Linked DNA regions of Mus musculus: regions 2 and 3 are each linked to region 1. Evidence: chromatin contacts called from public promoter capture Hi-C data. All regions are on one chromosome and are shown on one strand. The core of a region is the stretch at or near the end of the contact, and the rest is flanking DNA. Distances in the headings are between cores, read along the strand shown.

Region 1 (3,457 bases), core at 625-3,124:
TTTTACTAATAAAAATGTAGAGCTCAGGAGTCAAAGGCAGTGCGTGAAAGAGTTTATTTAAAAATAAAGAAAAGAAAACCAGCCAAGTCTGGTGCCACAGACTACAATCCCACCAGTCGAGAGGGTGAGCCGCACACTGACAGCATCCAAGTTCAAGATGAGCCTACAGAGTGAGTTCGAGGCCAGGGAAATTTAGTGAGAACCCTGTCTCCACCATTAAACATTTAAAGAGGGTGAGGACATAACTTAGTGACATGATGCTTACTGAGCACGTGCAAGACCCCGGGTCAGTCCCCTGAACTACAAACGTAAGGTTGTAACTTCAAAACCAATCTGAGCAAAGTGATCAAAAGCTGACTTACCTCTCATACTGCCTGTCCCGTGGTAACGAAGTGGCCCAGTGTCGTAAATCCATGATTAAAAGAAGTAAAAGGACACAGGGTATAAAGAAGAGTCCCAGGAATGCCACCCGCTGACGGAGAAACGGGCTCACTGTGGGCACAGTGAAGTACCAGGAGGCTGGGCAGAGGTAGGAAAAACTGATCCTGGAATGAGACAAACATTTGTTAAGTCCTAAAATCTCTCCATAAATTACCGCTTTAAAACTGTTTTTAAAACTAGATGAACACCCTGAAAGGCAAAAATCCCAGGTCAAGAGAAGTCTAAATGGTTTTTTTTTTTAAGTTGCAAATGAAAGGCAAGCACCTGTATTGTTCATAGTGTTTCTTTCCATCATGCAGTTTAGAAAGACATGATGTGCTTGAATAATCTACTGTTGGTGGAAAGATCAAAGGGAGGGGGGCACAGGGGCGGGGGGCACAGGGGTGGGGGGGTGGGGTCTTCCTAACACTGGCTAATCAGAGAGGCTGCAACATGACCGACCACTAGCCATGCTGTCAAGAAACCAGATAGTTACACAAGTTATTTAACTGATTTTTTTTAAAAATGCTTTAGCAAATTATAGACACAAGGAGACCTTTCTTAAAATTAGTTTTAACAGATACACAGTCAAAACTGAGTCTTTGGCCTTAACTCAACCACCTTTCAGAGACAACCACTGCTACTCTCAAGACCCCAGGTTATGGGCTGGAAATGATTCGACTGGCCTTTCCAAAGAATGCAGCTTTGACATTTTTGCATACACCTGACCAGGATGCAAAGTTTAGGCGCAGCCTCAGGGCAAACCTCACCTAGCCTCCCAGCGCCCCCGCCCCCCCCCCCGCGCCCCTGCTACCACCCTCCACTCAGCTCCTTGACAGATATAATGAGTGCAAACCTTACCTAGCCATGGGTTCCCTTCAGTGGTCTCGACGTCTGTCACCTCCGTTTCCTTTTGCTTTGAGAGGGTGGCCTCCTAGTCCCAGGCATCTCCTAAGCCTGCAGCCTAGAAAGGGTTGGCTGGCTTTCAGACAGTGCCCAAAGGACCTGATCCCCGCAGCGACTGCACGTTTCCTTCCCACTGTACTGACCCTCACTCCGTGTCGCTTCTCTCTCCTCCCACGGGCCCAGAGGATCCTACCGTGCATCCCGAACGCGGGGCTTTCCTGTGGACAGGCTCAGTGTTCACGGAGCACGCCACCCCAGGTGGTAGGGACAGGGGACCCCGCTTCCTCTCCTCGTCCCTATCCGTCCCGCAGCTCTCCCGCAATCCCACTCACGGGAATCCCGAGGCCCGCTCGTCCCTCTGCACAGCCCGGCCTGGTCCTGGTCCTCAGCGGTTCCCAGTGGCTCCCAACACAGCCGGAAGGAGGCCCGGCCTCCGGCGGCGCCACGTCCCCAAGGAAACCGCACCGAGCCAATGACTGCAGGGGACCCGGAGAGGCCCGCCCTGCGCGCAGCCGGAGCCACCGGCGAAGCCGCGGCGGTCACAAACTGAGCGTCTGTTCACAACGACACCAATCCCCAAAGGTGCCTGGCCACGAATGCCCGCCCCTGGACTCCCGGCCGTGACCAATGGAAAAGTCGTCGCACCCAGGCTCCGCCTGGAGGGCGGGCTGGGACCCGCAGCCCGCACGGGAGAGGCCACAGACTGCTGCTGCAAGGCCAGCTCCCTGCGGTGGCCTTCACCGCTGCAGCTTCCACCGTTCCTGTGGGTGGGTCTCCGAATGCTCATCACAGCTACGCACCCCTTGCTCATAGCCTTTCTTCCCTCATTGGCAGTTCCTCCATCCCGTCCCTTTTGCCCACAAACTGATATCCCAGGATCACTGTCATCTCTCATGATAGAAACACTGTGAGAAAAAATTAGAGCCGGTGACGTTTGCATCAAAGTACTCGTGTCCATTTCTTCAACGTTGGTTGTCTACTGGGTGCAGATCATGAACATTTGTATTGTTGTCCTCCTGGGCCCTATGGTAACACAAAAGAAACAGTCCCTTAACTCTTGCTTACACCAGCCCCGTGTCTCATTTTGCATGAAGAAGTCTCTTGAATGACAGAAAATCTAAAGTTTTTACAACCTGTCCCTTTCATTACTGTCCACGGTGCACCTACTGGGTCTCCTCACCTCTTGGTTAAGCTCCAGCATGTGTACCCTTGAGTGTTGGGACCTGATGGTTTTTGTACATTCTGCTCTTCTCACTTTATCAGCTCCTGATCATGTCTTACCTTTGGCTTAAGGGTGTCTTCCTCCAAAAATCTTACCCGACCCCACATCTTTTTATAGACACCTTCTGTTTCAGTTACTCCTCGATTTACAACCATGTGCCTGTCTGCCCCACTAACTCCCTATCCTTGAGAGCAGGAGTATCCGCTCTTACACATCCCCAAAGCTAAGTCACACCATCCCTTATAAAACGCCGCCAACACAGGACGTAAATGAATACCTGGACGGGGATGAAGACCAAGAGGAGATCAATAGGGACAATTTTATTCAAAGCTGGCTGTAACCAGTGACAGTCACTGTCACTGCATTTGGCAGAGAATCGAAGCTCTCAAAAGAGTAAAGCAGCTTTGGTAGTGAAAGGGACTGGGCTTGTCTATCTCTGACGAGGTATCATAGCAAAGACAGGCTGAAGGTTGAGTGACAGGTGCAGAGGAACACACTCCACTCAGCGCTCTGCAGCTGGGCCTGAGTTAGAAAAAGAGCAAACAAAAAAGAAGCTGGCTGGAGTCTTGGAATCCTACACTTGGAGGTAAAGGTGGGTGGATCTCTGTTAGTTCGAGGTCAGCCTATCGTCCATAGTGAGTTCCAGGACAGACAGGAATATGTACAGTTCAAGGAAAAAGGACAAGGTAAGATGGCAACCCAGCTATCAGAGTAGCAGAAGGGGAAGACAAAGTAGACAAAGGTCAGATCAAGGATGACAGAACTCTGGTCAACCACCACGATGCTTTAGTGTCACACTTAATCTGGGACACTGGAACCGCACTGAGCAAAAGGTGTGCAGGCAAATGCAGGGCTCGGGACGTAGACCAGCTGGTAGAGCGTTTTCCTGGCACAGACCATGAAACCCTG
Region 2 (3,457 bases), core at 556-3,055, 1.9 Mb after region 1:
CTCAGTCTTGTGTTTCAGAGAGTAACTTATTTTATTAGTGTGCATGTGTGTAGGCCTATTCATGAGTATACGCATGAATGTGAGTACATGTGTGGAAGCCAGAGCACAATCTCATGATTCATTCTTCAGATACCTTCAGTATGTGTTATAGTTCTGAAGGGAAAGGCTTCCCCATTACCTTTGGGGATGGAAATGGGGTGGGGGTTAGGGGTGGAGGGGTTAGGGTGGGGGAGGGTTGTTTCCCCCAATGCAAGTGTAACACCATCTCTGCTCCAGCAGGGGGAGATGTCCCCAGTGAAAGTGTTATAGCTCTGCTCAGAGATACTCTGGCAGTCCTGAGCCAAGGAATACCACAAAGTCCCACCCAGCATACAACCAACCTCACACAGGAAACTTACTGCAAGGGGAAACCCGCGGAGGGTGGCGGCCTCTGCTGGGGTGAAAAGCGGCAGAAGCTCAGCGGGTTTTGTATAGGGTTTCTTGGTGGGGCGGGACAGGCGATGAAGACAGAGCTTTCCAGGGTGTCCAGGGAGGGAGTGGTGGGATTTTTGTGGCCTGATTTTGGGGCAATTCTAGGGGTTGGTGGGAATTTTGTGCTCAGGGATTGGTGGGATTCTGTTTCTTGGCCCTGATTTTGAGCTTGGGGTCAAGATAGGGTCAAGGTTGCCTGGTCTGGGGGTCAAGTCAGGGTCACAATGTTCTTTCCCTTCACTTTTTACTCTCTACCATCTATATTTTTTGCTTTTAGAAAAGATTTTATGTGTCTCTGTGCATCTGTGCGCATGTGCCCCGGAGGCCAGCTCTGGAGGCTATAGGAAGGCAATCAGTCCTTTGGAACTGGACTCACTGTCTGGCCCTTGTGAACCTTTCAATGCAGGGAATCAAACTCTAGTCTTCAGGAAAAGCAGCAAGTGTTCTTAGAACCACGGAACCATCTCTAGCTGCCCCTTATTGTTAATTGTGAATTTCATATATCAATACCATGTTTTTTTTTTTTTTTTTTTTTTTTCCACCTGCCTCTGCCTCCCAAGTGCTGGGATTAAAGGTATACGCCACCACTGCCTGGCTTAGTCACATTTTCTTGTTGGCCTGAAGTCACCCAAGGAGGCTTGTTTGGATGACCCAAAATTTGCCTCTCTATTCTAGCCAGTGCTTTTGGTGTCTTTATACTGACTTTCCCCCTCCCCCAAATATGTACCCTGAAGATCAGCCCCTGCATACATACACACACACATACATACATTCATACATAAATACATACATACATACACACATACATATATACACACACAAGAGTTTACTTAGGGTAGCTTACAGGAACGTATGCAATTTACCACTGATTATATACCATTGAAGAAAATGCCTTTTCTTCCCTTTTACTAAGCCTATGGATCTTGGGGGTGGGGTGAATGGGGGTTTAAGTGAGTGAGGGGTGATGAGCCCTTTTCCCTAGCAACCGTTAACTGCCTACCGAACTGGGGGATGGGCAGGGCCTCAAGAACCTTTTCTCTTCAAGTGACTTTAAAAACCGACAGTTTTGTAACTCAGAGATTTACCTAGCGGGGAGGGGAGCGCAGCCAGGAATTTGTGACTTGATCCGCGGAACTACATGGGTTAATCAAAACGAGAAACTACATCTCCCGGTAGGCCTCGGGCAGGTGTTTCTCCTGCCCTTTCGTTGGTTCTGTGCTACCAATGACAGTTAGATATTTGAATAGACCAATAGTAGCATGGAACGGTTCTTATTTAGGCGGGGCCATAGGTTCGTCCAATCGTACAGGACTTAGAAAACCATCCTAGCCAATCTAAGGGCTAAGGGGCGGTGCCTGAGGCGGGGCTGCAGACCAAGCTGCCGCGGAAGATGGCGGCTGAGGCGCCGAGTGGAGGGGAGGCGCCGGTCTGCGACTCTGGCCGGAGGTGAGCCAAGTTTTCCGTCCTGCTGCCTAGGAGACGGGACTGTGGGCTAGCGATGTCGCCGCCCTGCCCTTGAGTCACCGTGGTCCACAGGCCCGGGCTTTGTTCCTCTCTCCCGTGGTGTCTACGCCGACGCGCCTGCGGGGGCTGAGGCGGGTCTTTGCGGTCCGTGCTTCCCGCTGCGCTGCTCTCCGCGAGTCCCACGGCCGTGTGTGGAGCCCTCCCGACGCTCTGGCTGCAGACCCCCGGGCCACGGTCATGGTGTCTGCCCTGGCGCCGAGCGTTTTGAGTGGCAACTGAAGCCCAGAGCGGTTTAGAGAATCCCACAACGCCCCGGGAGCTTTAAATGTCCTTCGTGACAGCCTCTGCGCTTTACTCAGAGCCGCGACTTGAGTGATGGTTAAAAGGGATTTTTGTCCCCTAAGCTGGCTGACCTTTCTCGGCTTCAGCCTTCTTCTGTAAATAAACATAACGATACTTATTTCAGAACCTGGACGGGATGACACAACCTATTTAAAGCGCATAGCACCCATCCTGGCAAACACTTCAAAATACGATAGATTTTTATGTTTCCTTGAAATTGTGATCTCATTTCTTCTTTCTGGAACGAGTACTGTCCCTGTCATAAAGTCGAGCCTTTCTTAACCGATTACAAACAAATATTTGGAGTCTGACACACTCCAATAGAATGAGATTACTTACATTGTCAGAGAGTATGATCAATGCTATGCTTTGGTACGGAGTTAGTACAGAACAGAAGAACCAAGAATTTTGGGAAACCGAGTTTGTGAGCCTGATTTTTCCTGAGCCCTGATGGGCTTGTGTGGGTATTGTTACTGTTTTGTATGGAGGAGTTTTCCACTCTTTGACCTTTTATTTCTCCCGGGAACTGTGCCCGTGGGTTGATAAATGTCATTAGATTATCTCTCCTCCGACTCGAAAATCCTGAATTGTAATGAAAATGAGGACAAATGAAATACTGTTCTACAGCAAGAGGACTTAGAATTCTTCCTTGAGGCTGCTGTCAACTGAATGTAAAATTTGAAACTGTTAACTATCTGACCAACACAGTTTTCTCTGAATCTGAAACCCTCTATTGTCGTTACTGAGACAGGTTCTTGCTAAGTACCTCGGCTGGACTGGAACTCCCAGTCTCGTTTCAGCTACCCGTGTACTTGTCAATTGCATATTGCAGGGGATTAGTCTGGGGGTTCTTGTGAGGCTTATTTATTTATTTATTTATTTTTGAAACAGAGTCTCTCATGTAATCCAGGGAACCCCAATCTTGAGCTTCCGAACCTCCTTCCTCTGCCTCCCAAGTGCTGGAATTACAGGCATATGCCACCAAGCCCTGTCTTATGTGCTGCTAGGCAAGCCCCCTACTGACTGAGCTGCATCCCCAGCCCCATTTAATCAATGGGACTAACACTTTTTAAATCTGTCATTTATCGTGCTTGTGTATGCCTGTGCACACACACTTAGGTACCACAGTGCATGCACAGGAGAGCAGAAAGCAGCTCACGGTTCTCTTCTTCCACCGAGT
Region 3 (3,457 bases), core at 591-3,090, 1.5 Mb after region 1:
TTTGACTGAAGGGTTCTGGGATCCTGGGGTCTGCCCGGGGACGCCCCCTCTCCCAGTAGAAGGACTTTCTCTTCTGGGGGAAGCCCTAGTGTCTGAAAAAAAACAGGCAGAGGAGGAAAATGTGAAGGACTACGGATACAGGATACAGGGCCTCCTGCAGCCTGGGGAGGGGCTTTCCAGAAAGGATTGTGGGTCTCATCGCTAAGCGGGATCCGTACTTAGGGAATAGCTTTCCTCCCCCATGCCCCTTTGTGTGTCATCACAGTCCTCCAAAGAGCAAGATCCAAGGCCTCCACGTCTTCCAGCCACGCCCACTCCTCATCTGGAGCCACGATGGACTGGAGTGCAGGCTCAGCTGCTTCTGCGTTCACTGCCACACAGCCTTGCTCCCTGGCTCTTGCTCTGCCTCCTCAATCCCTGTATCCCAACGACGATAAATTATTGCTACTGCTGTGGGGCCGCTGATTCTAGACAACAGGTTTGGTCCTTAATTTTTTTAAAAAGTTTTTAATTAAATAAAACAACAGTTGCTTTGGACCAATTAATTTCTTTATCCAGTAGTTCTCAAGAGGTGGAAGTGTAGGAAGATTCAGATGGCTTTGAGAAATGGACCCTGAGCTGACACTTGGTCCACTCATCTCCTTGGAAAGCCTAAGAAAAACTGTTCCCCGAGAATACAAGGTGTTACTCTCACCTCCAAGCCACTAAGTTAGGAATAGAGATGTCCCTGAGAAGACACAGACGTCCCATGTTTCCAACCCTTTCCCATAGTTAGAAGACTCCCAGTCATGCACTGTCCCCATCTGGGCATTTCCAGGTCAGAAGGGTCTAAGAAGGCCAGATCACCGGGGACAATGTCACCTCTCTCCTGGGATTTCCAGATACTCCTGGGCACTAATCCTGACATAAAGGTGACAGCTGCTTTATATGGATTTCACTCTAAGCATGTTCCTGGGCCGGCAGCAGCCATGTTACCCAGGAGCTAGTTAGAGACACATCTCAGAGGGCTAGGAGTGTCTGCCATTGGGAGACAAAGTGCTTGCCTGGGAATTCACACTCTACCTTGCTGTAATAGACTGCTTTGTTATTTTTAGAATATTACTGGGGATCTAACCTAAGAACCTGCATTTTTTTTAAATACATAACCTTAGCCCATCTACAGAGCTTTTAACAAATCCTGGGCCCCACTCCCGTGGAATGAAAACAGGGCCTCTGCCAAGCACCAGAACCCCAGTGTTTTGCCACCTAGTGGTATGCAGGGAGGCTCTGAGAGCAATCACTAGGACAAAGAGACCTGAAGCAGGGAGGGAGAAGGCTGGGGTGCACACAGCAGCTTTGAGGTGCAGGTGCAGGGCCAGGAGAAGGCTTGGAGGGAAGAGGCATGTGCAAAGAGTTCACTATGGAGACGAGGTAAGGTCCGTCCACAGATGTGGGAAGACCGGGTAGATGTCCACAGGGCAAACAGCAGGCACTCTGAGAGCTTTTTCCTGGCCAGCAGAGAAGTCAAGTCCTGCTACTCCTCCAAAATACAGGAGCCACCAGCTCTGGAAGGGTACTCCCTGGAAAAATGTCACCTGGGCAAAACAGAAGTGGTGGCATGGCCAAGAAGGGCACAGCAAGCAAAGACTAAAGTGGGCCAGTTAAACTGCCCTCCATGGAGGCCTCACGAGCAGGTGGCCTGGCCACTTAACCATAAATCACCTCTGGGCGGCCAGGTGGGCTCTGCCCAAGCAGCAGAGGCCCCTGTTCCTCATTCAGAGGAGGTGGTTGCCACCCAGCCTGCCCAAACCCTGCCCAACCCGCCTGGCTCCCTGAATCTGTGCCTTGTCTCCCAGCCTCCACTCTAACCAAATATTGACAGGCACTTCTCTGGTTCACCAGGCACAGATATTATTTTTCCACCAAGCACACAGGATCCGGCCACCTCTGGCTCAAGTCCAGTGCTCGCCTGGCAGGTGCTGGCGGCAGGGAGTGGAGGTGGGAGAGGGCTTCTGTAGCCTACCATTTGGGAGAGCCCAAGAGGGCACTTCTTACCACCCCAAAAGGGATCTGGCCCTATGCCCCACTTCTGTTCTCTGCCTGCCTAGAATCTCTTCTGGAATGGAGAGGAATTCTCCCAGGGAGCAGGGAGGCTCTGCAAGGCCCCGGGCCGGTCTTTCTTTAGCCAGTCCTGCTGGTCATACCGAGTTCCTTCCCAGTTGACAAAAGCCCACACCTGGACTCAAGAAACCAGTGAAGGCTGACCTCTGATCACAGGAGTGGAAATGCATTCCATGGTACATGGGGACCTCTCCACACGGAAGGTCTAGAGGTAGGGAGCTATGTGTTGGGGATGCGCCAGGCTCCAGATGTCTGCAGTTCTTGACTACAAGATAGTACCTCTTCCCAATTCCTGACAGCAAGGCCTACAGCTACAGCTCAGGAGTCCCCACCCCTCCTGAGCAGGTAAGCAGCAGGCCAGCAGGACAATCTGGTCGGCTTCCATTCCAGCTCCAGGCTAGGACTAAATCACATGACCACCCCCTCCCTTCGAGAGAGCGGAGGAAATCAAGTTTTCACCTGAACATAAAAAACATAAAAATTCTCATAGAAAACAGGAGTGACTTGGGAGCAAGGAACCTCACACTCGGGGTGGGGGTGAGAAGAGGCAATGTAGTTCTGGCCTCTGGTCCTATGAATTAGTAGCCAGGCAACACTGGGTACATGGCAGTGCTGCCGAGTGTGCGACAAGGACCTGGACATAATGCAGAGCTTAGGTGGCCAATGGTGGTTATTTGTATTGTCGCTAACACAACAATGCCCACACACAGTAGGTACCCAGCAAAATACCTGATTCTTCACTCAACTGAGATACATGACTGACAAGAGGGCAGGGAAAAGCCGGGACGTCTTACCTAAAGGCCAGAAGTATGGAGACTACATCTGGGGTTTTGCTTGCTTCAGAATTAGGCCCCTAGGTAGCATATAAACCCATGCCAGGGCAAATAGCAGACACTACTCAAAAGCACTTTGGAATTCTAATTTAAGCTTTACAGCTGCCATTTTGAGATAGGATCTCACAGTGTAGCCCTAAGTGGCTAACCACACTATGTAGACCAGAATGGCTAAAAACTCAGAGAGTCACCTGCTTCTACCCCTAAGTGCTATGATTAAAGGTGTGTGCCACCACACCGAGCCAGAGGTGGTGCATTTTAGTAACAGCTCAAAGACATTAAGGTTCTTGACCAAGCTGCACAACATAAATGGTGATGCTCCATTTGTCCCCAAACTCTTAACCACCACCCAGGACTTCTTAACCCCTCCCACTTACAACCTTCCACCCAAGAAACGCTTACTTGCTTCCAGGCATAGATACGTAAAATCCATATATTATATAAATCAAACATTTAGCCATAAATCTATTTCAAAATAACCCTTGGGCATACACACACCACGTAAGGATGAAAGCAAACCTGCA

The links. Promoter capture Hi-C pulls out the DNA fragments that hold promoters and counts their contacts. Capture Hi-C pulls out chosen DNA fragments and counts their contacts.
Region 2: a promoter capture Hi-C map of adipose tissue shows a contact between it and region 1, with 2.7 times the contacts expected there. The contact joins the promoter of Arhgap19 here to the promoter of Entpd7 in region 1. A contact is called at or near these places in 4 of 39 promoter capture datasets (hematopoietic stem and progenitor cells, liver, neutrophils and 1 more), 1 of 115 datasets of contacts at active chromatin or transcription factors (pancreatic cancer cells) and 2 of 9 other capture datasets (adipose tissue and liver).
Region 3: a contact with region 1 is called in a promoter capture Hi-C map of liver, with 6 times the contacts expected there. The contact joins the enhancer-like site here to the promoter of Entpd7 in region 1.

What each region holds. Positions count from the first base shown.
Region 1 is chr19:43,688,106-43,691,562 of GRCm38.p6, reverse strand. Entpd7 (ectonucleoside triphosphate diphosphohydrolase 7) reads right to left here and starts at 1,874. Exons shown (of 13, transcript NM_053103.5): 1 at 1,659-1,874; 2 at 1,282-1,384; 3 at 363-545. The coding sequence starts at 1,289.
Region 2 is chr19:41,800,432-41,803,888 of GRCm38.p6, reverse strand. Arhgap19 (Rho GTPase activating protein 19) reads left to right here and starts at 1,805. Exons shown (of 12, transcript NM_027667.3): 1 at 1,805-1,917. The coding sequence starts at 1,862.
Region 3 is chr19:42,195,059-42,198,515 of GRCm38.p6, reverse strand. Sfrp5 (secreted frizzled-related sequence protein 5) reads left to right here. Exons shown (of 3, transcript NM_018780.3): 3 at 1-545. Among named protein-coding and RNA genes, the nearest start is that of Sfrp5, 5.5 kb to the left of the region's middle. Within about 2 kb of position 1,840, at least 19 of the 459 cell types and tissues checked have an H3K27ac peak or open chromatin away from gene starts, as enhancers often do. A contact at or near this core is called in liver, where this site is marked.